Linked DNA regions of Triticum aestivum: region 1 is linked to region 2. Evidence: chromatin contacts called from public Hi-C data. All regions are on one chromosome and are shown on one strand. The core of a region is the stretch at or near the end of the contact, and the rest is flanking DNA. Distances in the headings are between cores, read along the strand shown. Region 1 holds the start of LOC123136575 (selT-like protein). Region 2 holds the start of LOC123136564 (calcium-dependent protein kinase 16).

Region 1 (6,452 bases), core at 788-3,287, 290 kb before region 2:
TGCTTGCCAACTAAGTCTGGATCAGCATGTCCAGGGACAGGGTCCCCAAACAACATTGGAGACTTCTTTAGACACTACATTATGTGTAGTAACAGCCTAGCAGGTCAAACAGAAAGGTGATGATCTTCTGCTTTTCAGCAGTAGCCTGGGAATTTGGAATGTGCGTGACAAGATGGCAATGGAGATGAAGATGCCAAAGCAACAGAAGATGTATTTTACAAGTATTTTATATTTTGTGCAGCAATGGAGGTAATGCTGAAGGACCAGGAGAAGGGGAAGTTGTTGGAACCGATGGATAAGATTTGTCAACAGATGCCTGTGCACCGTGGCCATACATAGGTGCATTATAAGGTGTACTGCTTGTTCTTTGTGGTTTTCGTTGACACCAAAGTTGATTATGTATTGTCTTCTTTTCAAGACTCTGGACGTGTCAGTTCTTTTGTTGGTCAGTTCTGGGCCTTTTGTGTTAGCTGTAATCAGGAGCTGGCAACCCTAGCACATCTTCCCTGTCCCTGTACACTGTTAGCTTTATAACCAAACTAGCGGGGGAAAAATGTCCAAATAGAACGAATATGATAGTTTGGAATAAACTACATAACGGCTCAGGAGGATAAACCAGGGAGATGACAGATTGATAAAATATAAACTCACAACAACCTTCAAGTTGTCATTTAGGAGTTTTCCCCCTTTTTACTTCTTGACATCAGAAAGACATACACTTATCTCCTCACCAGCAACCTACATAACAGTCTGCTCAAACCACATCCGGAATATACTTAACTATTCCACCATTACCTATGTAATTCAGAAGCAAGATTGTGAGGCGCCCCAACAACACAGTGCTGAGGTCCTCATGGATTTCGTTGTCGAAGAGTGACCATGAGGTCATGGGTTCAAGTCCTGGAAACAGCCTCTTACAGAAATGTAGGGAAAGGCTGCGTACTATAGACCCAAAGTGGTCGGACCCTTCCCTGGACCCTGCGCAAGCGGGAGCTACATGCACCAGGTTGCCCTTTTTTTTAAGTACTCGATAGGTCAATTTCTATTCCTAGAATCAGCCCTTATATAGGAGCACTTACTTGACCCCTGAGTAATTTACCAAAGGATACCAATTCGACCTCTAACTCTAATCCAATCTCTTTCCAATTTAAATAATATTCCAAATTAATTCCAGTAGGAGCTCTTACTTGATCCATATACATAACAGTGTCTGACTTCTAATGTTTAACAAAGCATTAACACTGTCACCAGAGCATTAACGCATTCGGCATTAGCAATTGCTATTTAACAACAACCAGTGACACTGGTTTTACTGGAGTACCAAATAATCCACCTCCTAGATCATTTTGCATGATATATAAACTGGCCCATGTATTGGGGTATGGTCAACTGAGGCAGGCACACAGCAATTCCGGAACACTCAATATCCGCTACACTACGCATAGGTTCACTTGATCCACACAAGCAAACTAACAACACAAATTGAGCAAGCAAGCGACCATCAGTCCGCAGAGACTCACTTGTACGAGCAGGAGGCGCAGAATTGCAGCTCCACGGTTGTGCCGAATCCAGCTCCTCCGTCCAGATTGGGCTGCTGCGGTTGCACCAAAATAAAAAGATAACAACATCAGCTCTGCCGGCCAGATCGGAGCCACAGAGTTCCGGGCTAGGGTCTCGCGACAAGGGGGAAAAGGAATCTCGGGCTAGGGTTTACGACCGACCTGTATGGCAGCGGCGGCGGGGTCCGGGTGGTGGTGGTGCGGCGGGTGGGGGTGGTGGTGCGGCGGGTGCGGCTGGTGGGGATGGTGGGGCGGATGAGGGTGGCGGTGGTGCGGGGGGTGGCCGTGGGGGTGGCGCAGGTGCGGAGGCGGCGGCGCGAAGATGTGGGAGAGGTCGGAGATGAAGAGCAGCGCGGGGAGGCCGACGAGGAGGAGCTGCACGCGGTCCATGGCCATCGCCGCCTTCCGGTCGCCCGCTCTCCTCCCTTCTTTTCTGGGACGCGGAACGGAAAGAGGCGGAGCCGGTGCTGAAGGCGACGAAGCACCTTCCTCCGTCAAGCTGCCTGCCAGGTGGGTCCGGTGGTGTGGGTCAGTGCTGTCAGTGGGGCTCCAACTTCGTGCGGCCAAAGGCCGGGAATCTTTTGGTGGTGGTGGAGGCTGTGTGGGCTTGGGCTCGGATGGAAATGTCTACTTCCAACTTACGGCCCACGACGGTGGTGTGGATGCCATCGGCCTTCTGGATTTAGACGGCCCACGAACTGAGTTTTTTCTTACTCAAAACGTACTGCGATGGGACTGTGAGGCCATCGATCCGTCCAACTCTGGAACACTCGACGGCTACTTGAGTTGAGCTGCAGTTCGCTCTCACCAACAACAAAAATAATCATGGAGTAGTTCTGTCCGCAGAAAGAGAGATGAGCTACCGGCAGCCTTGCAGCGGAAGGGAAACGTTCCATGATGACCAGGCAGACAGGCAGACAGGCTGGGCTTTCATGGGGTCAATGTCAATCAAGGTTTGGTCTAGATCAGTTTGGTAAGCAACCTTTGGAATCTTGGGTTGGAAGCTCACCACCAGGTCTTACCGGCCAGACAAAACAAGAGTTTCGCTTAATGTTACTCCCTCCGTCCGCGAATAAGTGTACTTCTAGCTTTTGTCATAAGTTAAAGTTTTAAATTTTTGACCAACTTTATAGGGAAAAGTAGCAGCATTTATGACACTAAATTAGTATCACTAGATTCGTTTTGAAATGTATTTTCATAATATATCAATTTGATATTATATATGTTACTACTTTTTTGTATATAGTTGGTCAAAGTTTTAAAACTTTGACTTAGGATAAAAATTAAGTACACTTATTCGTGGACGGAGGGAGTATGCTCCATCGCCGTCTCGAGAAGCGATCACATAGACCGATGGCCGATCACAGCCCACGCCACGGGTTTATGTGGATGTCCAGCAGGTTGCAGTGACTGGCCGTCAGAAGTTTCGCCTCTTCCGCGCGGTAAAAGTAACCGTGTCGTGTGGAAGCGATCGATCAGGCTGAAGCGCTGAAGCGGAACGTGCATGTTTGCACAAGAGCAATCATGGTCGTGCCATGCATGCATCTGCGCAGAGCTCGTTTGACAGGGTGCCATGCGCGCCCTGCGCTTGACAGCTGACAGAGTGCACTATGCAACTCCACTCGGGCTCGTCTCGGCTTATCTGGTCCGACAGGTTAGCGTCAGTTCAACAGCAGTAATGGCGCGCGCGTGCCATCTTCTCCACCGGAACAGCACGTACGGGCATATGACAGGGACACGAAAGGCGAGGCCCACTGTTTAAATCTCAAGCCCAGTACGTACGTCTATGTTCGCGCGTTCGGTGTTTGAACGGCTGAGCACTTGAGCACACCAGACCATAGTTTCGGTGCTGCGTAGCGGACGTGCAGCGCATGAGCGCCCGCGTGTCATCGCGTATGACGCGCCGGCAGCTTGGCTGCTCGTCTGCGCCCGTGGAATGAAATGATCGTTCCTTGGGCATGTCGAGTTGGCGCCACCGATCGAGCGAGACCGCGAGAGGGGATGCCTTTTTGCTTTCGTTGATTGGGAGCGGGTCACTCACAAGGAGCACGCATGATGGCGTACAGCCGCCCGCGAGGAGGAAGCGCAGAGCGGGGCCGGCCGGCAGGCAGGTGGTTCCATTTCCCAAACCGTGCCCGGTACGCCGTACACGCACGCACTGGCTGGCTTGGTCAAGGGGGCTCTAGCTCCGTCCTTCCGTTGATCGACGACCAGGCGGAGAATTCCATCGCAAGGGATCGAAAAGAGAAAAGAATTCCATCGCAAGCAGGCTGGCATAGAGCATAGAGGCCATCTGTATGTGGCCAAGAAGAACGACCACGTACTGTACTAGGTAATCTCGCCGCGGTTCCACGAGAATTATTATTGACCCCCCCTCCTTGAAATGAAAATTCTACTGCTGGAAGAGCCGGTCGTCCGTTTTATTCGGTTCCGCCAGCACGGAATCGTCCGTTTTCGGGTGAATACTGTATGGGCGCAGGCGTGCAGCCAGAACCGCCCGCGACCGCACTGCTTTTGTCTTTGGCGTTGGTCTTGTCACCTTTTGTCTTCTTGTCCTCTTGGAGGGTTGGCCTTGCATCTTAATTGTCGTTCCCTAGCATTTGTTTACCATGCGCGTATAGTGTTATCAAAAAGACATGTGCGTATGATGAACCTGTTTATAGGCCTGTTTACAGATAACATGTCACATTTGAGACACGCACTACTCGTGGAGGCGGAACGGATAAGCATGCTTGAAGGATTCTCCAGTCTCAGCACCCCATTGAAATGGCAAATGTGGACATTAAACACAAAGACTCAAGTCTCTGATACGACAGTACCAAGGTGAACTTGGTTTCACGCATATCCACATGAACAGTAATTTAAAACAAAAATATTCTGTAATTTTGAGGTATCAAACTTAGTCGGCCATTCTTCTCACGTGAAAAGTTTCGTGAAGTGTTGACACCCGTAGTATTCTCGGTGAAGAAAATATAACAGGACCATACAATTCCTCAAACAATGTTTTTTTAATATAGTTTTGAGACTTTGTGATTTTTACCCGGATTTATCACGCGGGTGTCGCTTCTTCGTGGAACTTCATACACTATATATATGCCTAAAGAAAATCAATGTTTTTTTTTCTAGTGCTTTTTTATTTTACTATTATAACGAGTGCGCGTTGAAGCATGTTTCGGTCCGTCCCCGATACTATACAAATCAAAAAGGGCAATACCAAATGGTGGTGTACCTTTTGCGGTTAGGCGCAACTAAGAAAGCAAAGTACGGTTAATGCTTTGACAAATTCTGCTAGCAGCTCATGGGCATTGAAAATCAAGATTGAAGATCATTGGCACATGGACATGACAAGGTGTGAATGTACGAACATATAGTATAGTTTTTCAGGACAGCAAGGCCTTTTCATTTCCTATACTAAAAGGCAGGCACTTGTTTATTAAAGAGACCAAATTGGAATTTTAGAAGTCTCGTGGCTTGAAAAGTACTCGTACTGTATTTCGTTTTGTTTTGAGAATGGCACACACCTATACCAACCACCGTCCCATGCGGATAGAGCAAGCCATTGAACACAGACGCGTGTATGTTCATGTACAGTTACTCGTCAGAACAAAATATTTTCGCACGAGCAAATGTAGGATTTCGCATTTCTTAGGTATAGACATGTGTGACGTTCTTAGAGCAAGTATTTATAGCCGAACGTTGGCTATATTATTAACCACGCTCTTAGGATACTAGTCACATCACAATATTAAGGAAATTGCACATATTCACAAAAAAGAAAACTGCGTGTAAATCAAAATATTTACAATTCTCTCTCTCTGAAAAAGCGTGGGTATAATCCTTGAACTATCATGGTGTTTGTCGTAATGTCACTACTACATAATTGTTGTACACTAGGCATGTGAATGTACATAATTGAGTGACGCGTGCATGGTGGCTATTTATTGTGCTAAGAGTAACTCCAGCGGTGTAGTCATAATTTCTTTTTTTTGATGAATCACGGGGGAGAGTTCTCCTACCTGAATATATATTGCTCAAAAGCGGCAAAAGCCAAGAGTCATCCCTAGGATTTTGTTGATCTAGTTTATAAGAAAAACCAGATCAAAAATCTTAACAAGTTAATCCCATTTATGAGGAAAACCGAGCTGAAAACCGTATGGATATCAAAGTTAAAGAAGAGAAGAGATGAGCGCCCAGGAAAAGGCACGACCTAGTTAGCAGACAGAAAGACAATCACCACGAGAGGCACAAGTAAACGAAGGGTGCCCTCAAGGGATCACAATACCAAGACTCTACGAACTGCCTAACGCACCGCACCGGTGTGCATACCGAACCCCACGGCACAACATAGGATCATCCACAATCAACAAGTGTCAAACCTTAACACAAACATTGATTAGGAGCTCCAGCATGGGAGGTCAGGACGATTAGCAACTGTCATCACTGAGCAAAGGTGAACCGAGACGACACCAAGAGCCCGAAGCTCGCTGCAACACAACGACAACCAAGGGAGGGTTTTGAGCATGCACAACAACATGACGGAGATCACACAAAGGACAAACAAAGAGAAACAATGAAGAAAACACCACCATCGGCCCCGAGCTGACCACACCACCACCACCAAACGCACCACCCTCAACCACACGCAGCAACACAAACCGTCATTTGGGTCTCCAAGATGCCGCCTCCAAGGAGGTAGTGTTGTCGAGGACACAACACCGTCATCCGATCCGATAAGCCAGATCTTAGGTTTTTATCCGGAGACCACAGAGCAAAGTACTAATATAAGGAGTTGGAGCTCCACAACGACACCTCCTGTGATCAAAGCAATATCCATGGGCGTTGTTACCGCCGACATCAACATAGTCGACGTAGAGCTCTCACCCGGAGTTTGAG
Region 2 (6,440 bases), core at 1,941-4,440:
TATATATATATATATATATATATATATATATATATATATAGGACAAATGTTTCCTACAAGCAGTGGTAGTTACCACCACTTGCGTTTTGTATGTTGTATGTAGTATGTGTCGAAACCGAGAGTATGTACGTGTAGTATGTAGTATATAACAATGATTAGGTAGTATATATACAAGTTTTTAGGTAGTATGTACCATTTTTTGAGTATGCTCTTTTTTACGTACAAATATGTACGTATTTCATAAATATAACAAAAACTATGGGCTCATATGCAATTTTTTCATGTAACTTGTTTTGAAATATCTTATATATATTATATGAACATATTTAAAATTATAAAGTGGAATATATAGTACCACATGGTAGTATATGAGACATATGGGGTAACTACCACCAGGTGGTAGGATGGATTTTCCCTATATATATATATATATATATATATATATATATATATATATATATATATATATATATATATATATATATATATATATATATATATATATATATCATATGAAGAGGTGGCAGTCCAGCGCCCTGTGGGCGGTGGTTCCTGTTCTTCTCCCGCATCGTCGTCTATACCGTCGATGTCTTCAGAGTCGAAGTTAAGCACATCGGTCAAGTCATCGACCATGGCTATTAAGTGGGTGGTGGGTGGGAAACGAATTTCTTCGTCGCCAGCTTCCCACTCGAGCCGGACATAGTTCGGCCAGGAGTCTCCTGACAGAGAGAGAGACCTTAAACAATCTAGCATGTCTCCGAAGGGTGAGTGCTGAAAGATATCCGCGACGGTGAACTCCATGACTGGAGCCTAGTTAGATTCAATGGGCACGGATGCGCGCGGTCCGGAACACATGGCCGGAGATGAGTCCGGGGGTCCGGAGACACAGATCCCTTTAGGAGAGGAGTCTGTGTTCGACTCCAACGCCGAGGAGTGTGCGGCCTCCGGGGCGGGGTCCACCCACCCGTCCTTGGAAGGCACGACCTGCTCTGGAATGAAGTCCGGAGCTATAGCAGGCGCGATGTTCCAAATATTGTCCGACTACCGATCTAGGTCATGCACGTCGTGATTGTTCGGCGCTCCTGACACGGGCCCGAATCCGTCGAAGATCAAGTCTCCGCGGACGTCGGCGGTGTAGTTTAGTTTTCCAAACCTGACCTGATGGCCATGGGCGTAGCTATCGATCTGCTCTAGATGGCCAAGCGAGTTGGCCCGCAGTGCGAAGCCGCCGAACACGAAGATCGGTCCGGGGAGAAGAGTCTCACCCAGGACAGCGTGGTTGAAGGTTGGAGAAGCCATCTAGCCTTGCAGCGACGACATAGAGGAACTCTCAATGAAAGCACCAATGTCGGTGTCAAAACCGGCGGATCTCGGATAGGGGGTCCCGAACTGTGCGTCTAAGGCTAATGGTAACAGGAGGCTGGGGACACGATGTTTACCCAGGTTCGGGCCCTCTCGATGGAGGTAATACCTACTTCCTGCTTGATTGATCTTGATGATATGAGTATTACAAGAGTTGATCTACCACGAGATCAGAGAGGCTAAACCCAAGAAGCTAGCCTATGGTATGATTGTTGTTGTGTCCTACGGACTAAACCCTTCGGTTTATATAGACACCGGAGGGGGCTACGGTTACACAGAGTCGGTTACAGAGAAGGAGATCTACATCCGAATCACCAAGCTTGCCTTCCACGACAAGGAGAGTCCCATCCGGACACGGGACGAAATCTTCAATCTTGTATCTTCATAGTCCAACAGTCCGGCCAAAGTATATAGTCCGGCTGTCCGGATACCCCCTTATCCAGGACTCCCTCAGTTACGAAGTCAAAGTTTGAGTAAGCTCACTAATTTTTGGCAATCATAATGCATATGACGACTCCGTTAGAGTGTCAATCTGTGTGTTTACCGCTATATTGGCAGTTATTATGGTGATTAGGCCAATATAGCGAGTTAGTGGTGCTACAACCTTTGATCACAAGAGCCCACAACCTTGTACATGCCTACACACGTATTTCGCAGTCTTGCTACAACACCTCGCTGCCTCCATGGTCATCCTGGCCACACACTGACATTGCGCCGCGACCTATAAAGATGAGAGCTCGGCGCCGCCAATGAGGGAGACTTCTTGTTGCCATTAAGATTGAGCTAGCCACTCGATCCAGAGGAGGAAATCAGTAGGCTTGTACGTTAGGCCGCCGCCACCGTCAAGGTGAGAGGAGGATAAGACAGTGGTACCTCGAGGTCGCTTAATGTGATGGCGGGAAGGAAAGGTAGATTCATGGGAGAAAGGAGGGCCACAACCGACGACAATGATTACGTGCGCTTCATAGGGAGAGAGAGGGCCGAGAACCGGCGAAGCTAAGGGTATATGGATATCTTGTAGTACTCTGTAATCATGATGATAGTGAAACATAGCTTTGATGTTGGATGAAATAAACCATTGGACACATCTTTTATCTTTACATCACAACACTCCTACAACAAATTCATCTTTTACGCGCAGTCTAACCATCTCCTTTGTTTTCTCGTATTTGTATTTGACTATTTGTATTTCTGTTCATTAGTTGCATGTTTTTTTCATTCCCGCGTTCAAGATTTTTCTCCCAAGCGACACAGGGGCCGATTCCACTGTCATTGATAACGGAACAAAAGGTACTAAACCAGCATCCACATTGTAGATTCTGATGACATTCAGGATTTAATAACCAAGCATCGCGTTCTTCAAAAATTTCCCCTTTAATTAACGCCCAGTCGCAGATTATATCCCGATTCCTTGTTACACGGGCTGATGCAATCGCGTAACACCGGGTTTTAAGAAAACTTTCTGACAGCATCTTTCACCAGATTACAATTCACTAAACAATGGCCAATCGGGGCCTGGTTTTTATCTCGCCGTCGAAACGAAACCCCGGTCGCGGAATCCGGTCAAACTGCCGACGACCGTGGGCCCCGCCACCCCCGAACTCCCCGCAGAGGCCCCGACCCCGCCCTCGGGTCCACCGTCCAGCGACCCATCGGGCTCACCAAACCATCATCACATGTGGGAATGTTCCCCACCATTGTCCTCCCCACCACCGCCCCCGCGGCTACGCGTCCCCCGCGCCCCGTCCCCCACGGCTCCCCCATACCGTTATACCCGACGACACAGGTCTCGTCCCTCTCTACTACTCCAAAGACTACTACCGCTCTGCCTCTCTAGCTAGCAGTAGCACCCCCTTCTCTGTCCCTCGGCACAGCAGTCAGTTCATCTCTCTCTCCTCCTCCTCGACCCGTCCTCCTCCCCCACCCGCGCGGCGCCCAATGCCGTACGAACCCTAGCGGCCCCACCCCCGATCTCGCGCGGCCATGGGCAACTGCTGCCGCTCCCCGGCGGCCGCGGCGCGGGAGGACGTCTCGTCGTCGCACTTCCCCGCCTCCGCCGGGAAGAAGAAGCCCCACCAGGCGCGCAACGGCGGCGGCGCGGGGGGAGGCGGAGGCGGGGCCGGCGCCGGCGCCGGCGGGGAGAAGAAGCGCCTCTCGGTGCTCGGGGAGGAGGGCCGCGACGTGAGCGGCGGGATCGACGACAAGTACGCGCTGGACCGGGAGCTGGGGCGGGGCGAGTTCGGGGTCACGTACCTGTGCATGGACCGGGGATCCAAGGAGCTGCTCGCCTGCAAGTCCATCTCCAAGCGCAAGCTGCGCACCCCCGTCGACGTGGAGGACGTGCGCCGGGAGGTGGCCATCATGCGCCACCTGCCCCGGAGCGCCAGCATCGTCACGCTGCGGGAGGCCTGCGAGGACGAGGGCGCCGTGCACCTCGTCATGGAGCTCTGCGAGGGCGGGGAGCTCTTCGACCGCATCGTCGCGCGGGGCCACTACACGGAGCGCGCCGCCGCCGCCGTCACGCGCACCATCGTCGAGGTCGTGCAGCTCTGCCACCACCACGGCGTCATCCACCGCGACCTCAAGCCCGAGAACTTCCTCTTCGCCAACAAGAAGGAGAACTCCCCGCTCAAGGCCATCGACTTCGGCCTCTCCATCTTCTTCAAGCCCGGTGAGCCGCCGAGATCCACCGTGATTCGGACGAACTGGTCGCTGCACTTTTGGACGTTTTTTTTTCTTTTCTGTCTAAGCGCGTGATCCGTGGGTTGGTGGCCGTTTCTGGGTGGAATTTTTGGTAGTGCTCGCTACTGTAGCTGAGTGCTATTTTCGTGCTTGCGTAATCTGACTAGAACTAGATTTTGGTGGTTCTCTTTTGGTAGGACTTTTTAGATGTATTCTTTCTTTCGTAGCAAGTTAGTGGTATGTCAGTACTCGGTAGTATGTCTCTTGATATAGTTGGCTCTTGCAGGTTGTGCTGCTAGTCCAGGCATTGGAATCTTATAGGTGCTAGGTTCACTTGCTGGTTCATGGGCGACTGCTATTTTTAGGATTTGGGAATCATTAGTGGGATCAGACGGCACATTGCTGTTGCCAAAAATAGTGTAATGTCGTTTTGCTTGTAGTCCATGCTCCATACCAAGTCTTGGTATCTGTATGTTGATCCCATGTTGAACCTGAGCTCAATTATTTTGGGAAATACTAAGGCATCTGGTGGCCTATCATCATCTATACGTAGCTGTTAGTTGACTTATCGTTATCTATAAGCAGCTCATTTTGCGGCACCACGGCAGTAGTATTGGTTATTATTTATAAGAAGTCATACTGATCATGAAAAATATGCCACAGTAAACTTTGAAACAGTACTGATAACAGTTTTACACAGTTGTGCCCCTTTATATTGCTTGCTCTCACTCAATAGGCACCATCTGTTCATTTCTGCTCCATATCTCTTACCCTCTTGTTGAAAAAGTAATTAAGTCTTGAACTACTTGAATCATTAATGTGCTGTAAATCTATGCTCGGTTCTATACCATATTTCTCTTGTTGATTTCCTGTTATGGAACATTTCACATCGCACAGCTTGAACCTTATTGAGTTTATTGTTGAATTCCCACCCTTGCTCGTGTGTCACTTGTCCTTCATGCCATCAATACTTACAAGCACCTTGTCTTCGTTGCCATACTGATCTTGCTCACTTGGTTTGTTTGTTTGTTTGTTTCAATCACTAAGAATTGGCTCCAATTGATTTTAATGTATGTATTGAGCCACCAAACAGTTGTAACTTGTGGACTTATATCTTGCCGTTGCCGTAGCTTGATACATTTAACTTGCTTCACAAAAAGAAAGTGGTCTGTCTGTTTCTTGTGGATTTGTTCGCTGTTGATTATAGGCATCCCAAATGTTTTTAGGCAGCACATCTTATTGCCAATCTGGCCTTTGGTATTAATCAACATAGCATCTTTATAGGCTTGAAAACACGTGTCCTTGCAGCAGCGTCCTTGTAGGAAGAACGTACTAATAGATAAGCCATCTGAAAATGTGTGGCGTCCCTTTCCTTATACGACACAGTTGGAATTGTAATGCCTCTTTATGTCAAGAAAACCCTCAAATATCACTTTTTATGTTTGTAATTCGAGTCAACTGGAACTTTGATGATTTACTTTGCTATCTGTCGCACGCCTTTAATTATTCCCTGTGAAATGTCTGTTATGCATATATGTTTAAACATTTTGTACCATACATAATATGATGGCATTATGCGATTGTTTAGGTGAGAAGTTCTCTGAAATTGTGGGAAGTCCCTACTATATGGCTCCTGAAGTGCTGAAGAGAAACTATGGACCTGAAATAGACATTTGGAGTGCTGGCGTTATCTTGTATATATTGTTATGCGGTGTTCCTCCATTTTGGGCTGGTACTTTGCCTTATCTTTGTGAGAACCTTTTATCCTTCAGCTTCGCTCTCGCCCGGTCTTACCATGCTATATTGCAGAGACTGAACAAGGAGTTGCACAAGCTATCCTTCGGGGAAATATAGATTTTAAGAGAGAACCCTGGCCCCATGTTTCTGATAATGCTAAAGATCTAGTTCGGCAGATGCTTCAGCCTGACCCGAAAATCAGGCTAACGGCAAAGCAAGTTCTTGGTAAGATGTACATAGTGGTAGTGCTTTCAAACCGGCACTGTGTTATGTTAGTTTCTATATCCTCAGAGTTCCTGAAACATCAAATTTGCGTAAGTTCCTACTGTTTGGTGCTGCTTTAAACTTCAGCCTGAACCCCCTTTCATGTTCTGTTTTTCAATTGGCAACGTGTAGTCTGATAGCTAGAAGATCACTGGACCATTCTGCATTGTTTTGAATAGTTCCCCATTTTTGCACATAAGTATCTACCAACCATATCCTGATGTCATGTTATGTAGTTTATTTTGGCTATGCGGTAAATCTGTTGTCACATTGGATCTAATACTCAGATCAATTTGTAGTAAAAGTTATGCAGGATCCACTTTGAATCCTTGCTCTGGTAGTTGCCTCGCTATATTTTCTGGTAGCATATTTTTGACTTCTGTAAGCTGGATGTA

Evidence for each region. Hi-C and Micro-C count contacts between places; a contact is called where the count stands out from the background.
Region 1: a contact with region 2 is called in a Hi-C map of leaf, with 9 times the contacts expected there. The contact joins the promoter of LOC123136575 here to the promoter of LOC123136564 in region 2. A contact is called at or near these places in 3 of 5 Hi-C or Micro-C datasets (all in leaf) and 1 of 1 datasets of contacts at active chromatin or transcription factors (leaf).

What each region holds. Positions count from the first base shown.
Region 1 is chr1B:528,849,233-528,855,684 of IWGSC CS RefSeq v2.1, reverse strand. LOC123136575 (selT-like protein) reads right to left here and starts at 2,037. Exons shown (of 4, transcript XM_044555986.1): 1 at 1,722-2,037; 2 at 1,521-1,594. The coding sequence starts at 1,955.
Region 2 is chr1B:528,556,078-528,562,517 of IWGSC CS RefSeq v2.1, reverse strand. LOC123136564 (calcium-dependent protein kinase 16) reads left to right here and starts at 3,190. Exons shown (of 7, transcript XM_044555970.1): 1 at 3,190-4,033; 2 at 5,633-5,776; 3 at 5,854-6,006. The coding sequence starts at 3,346.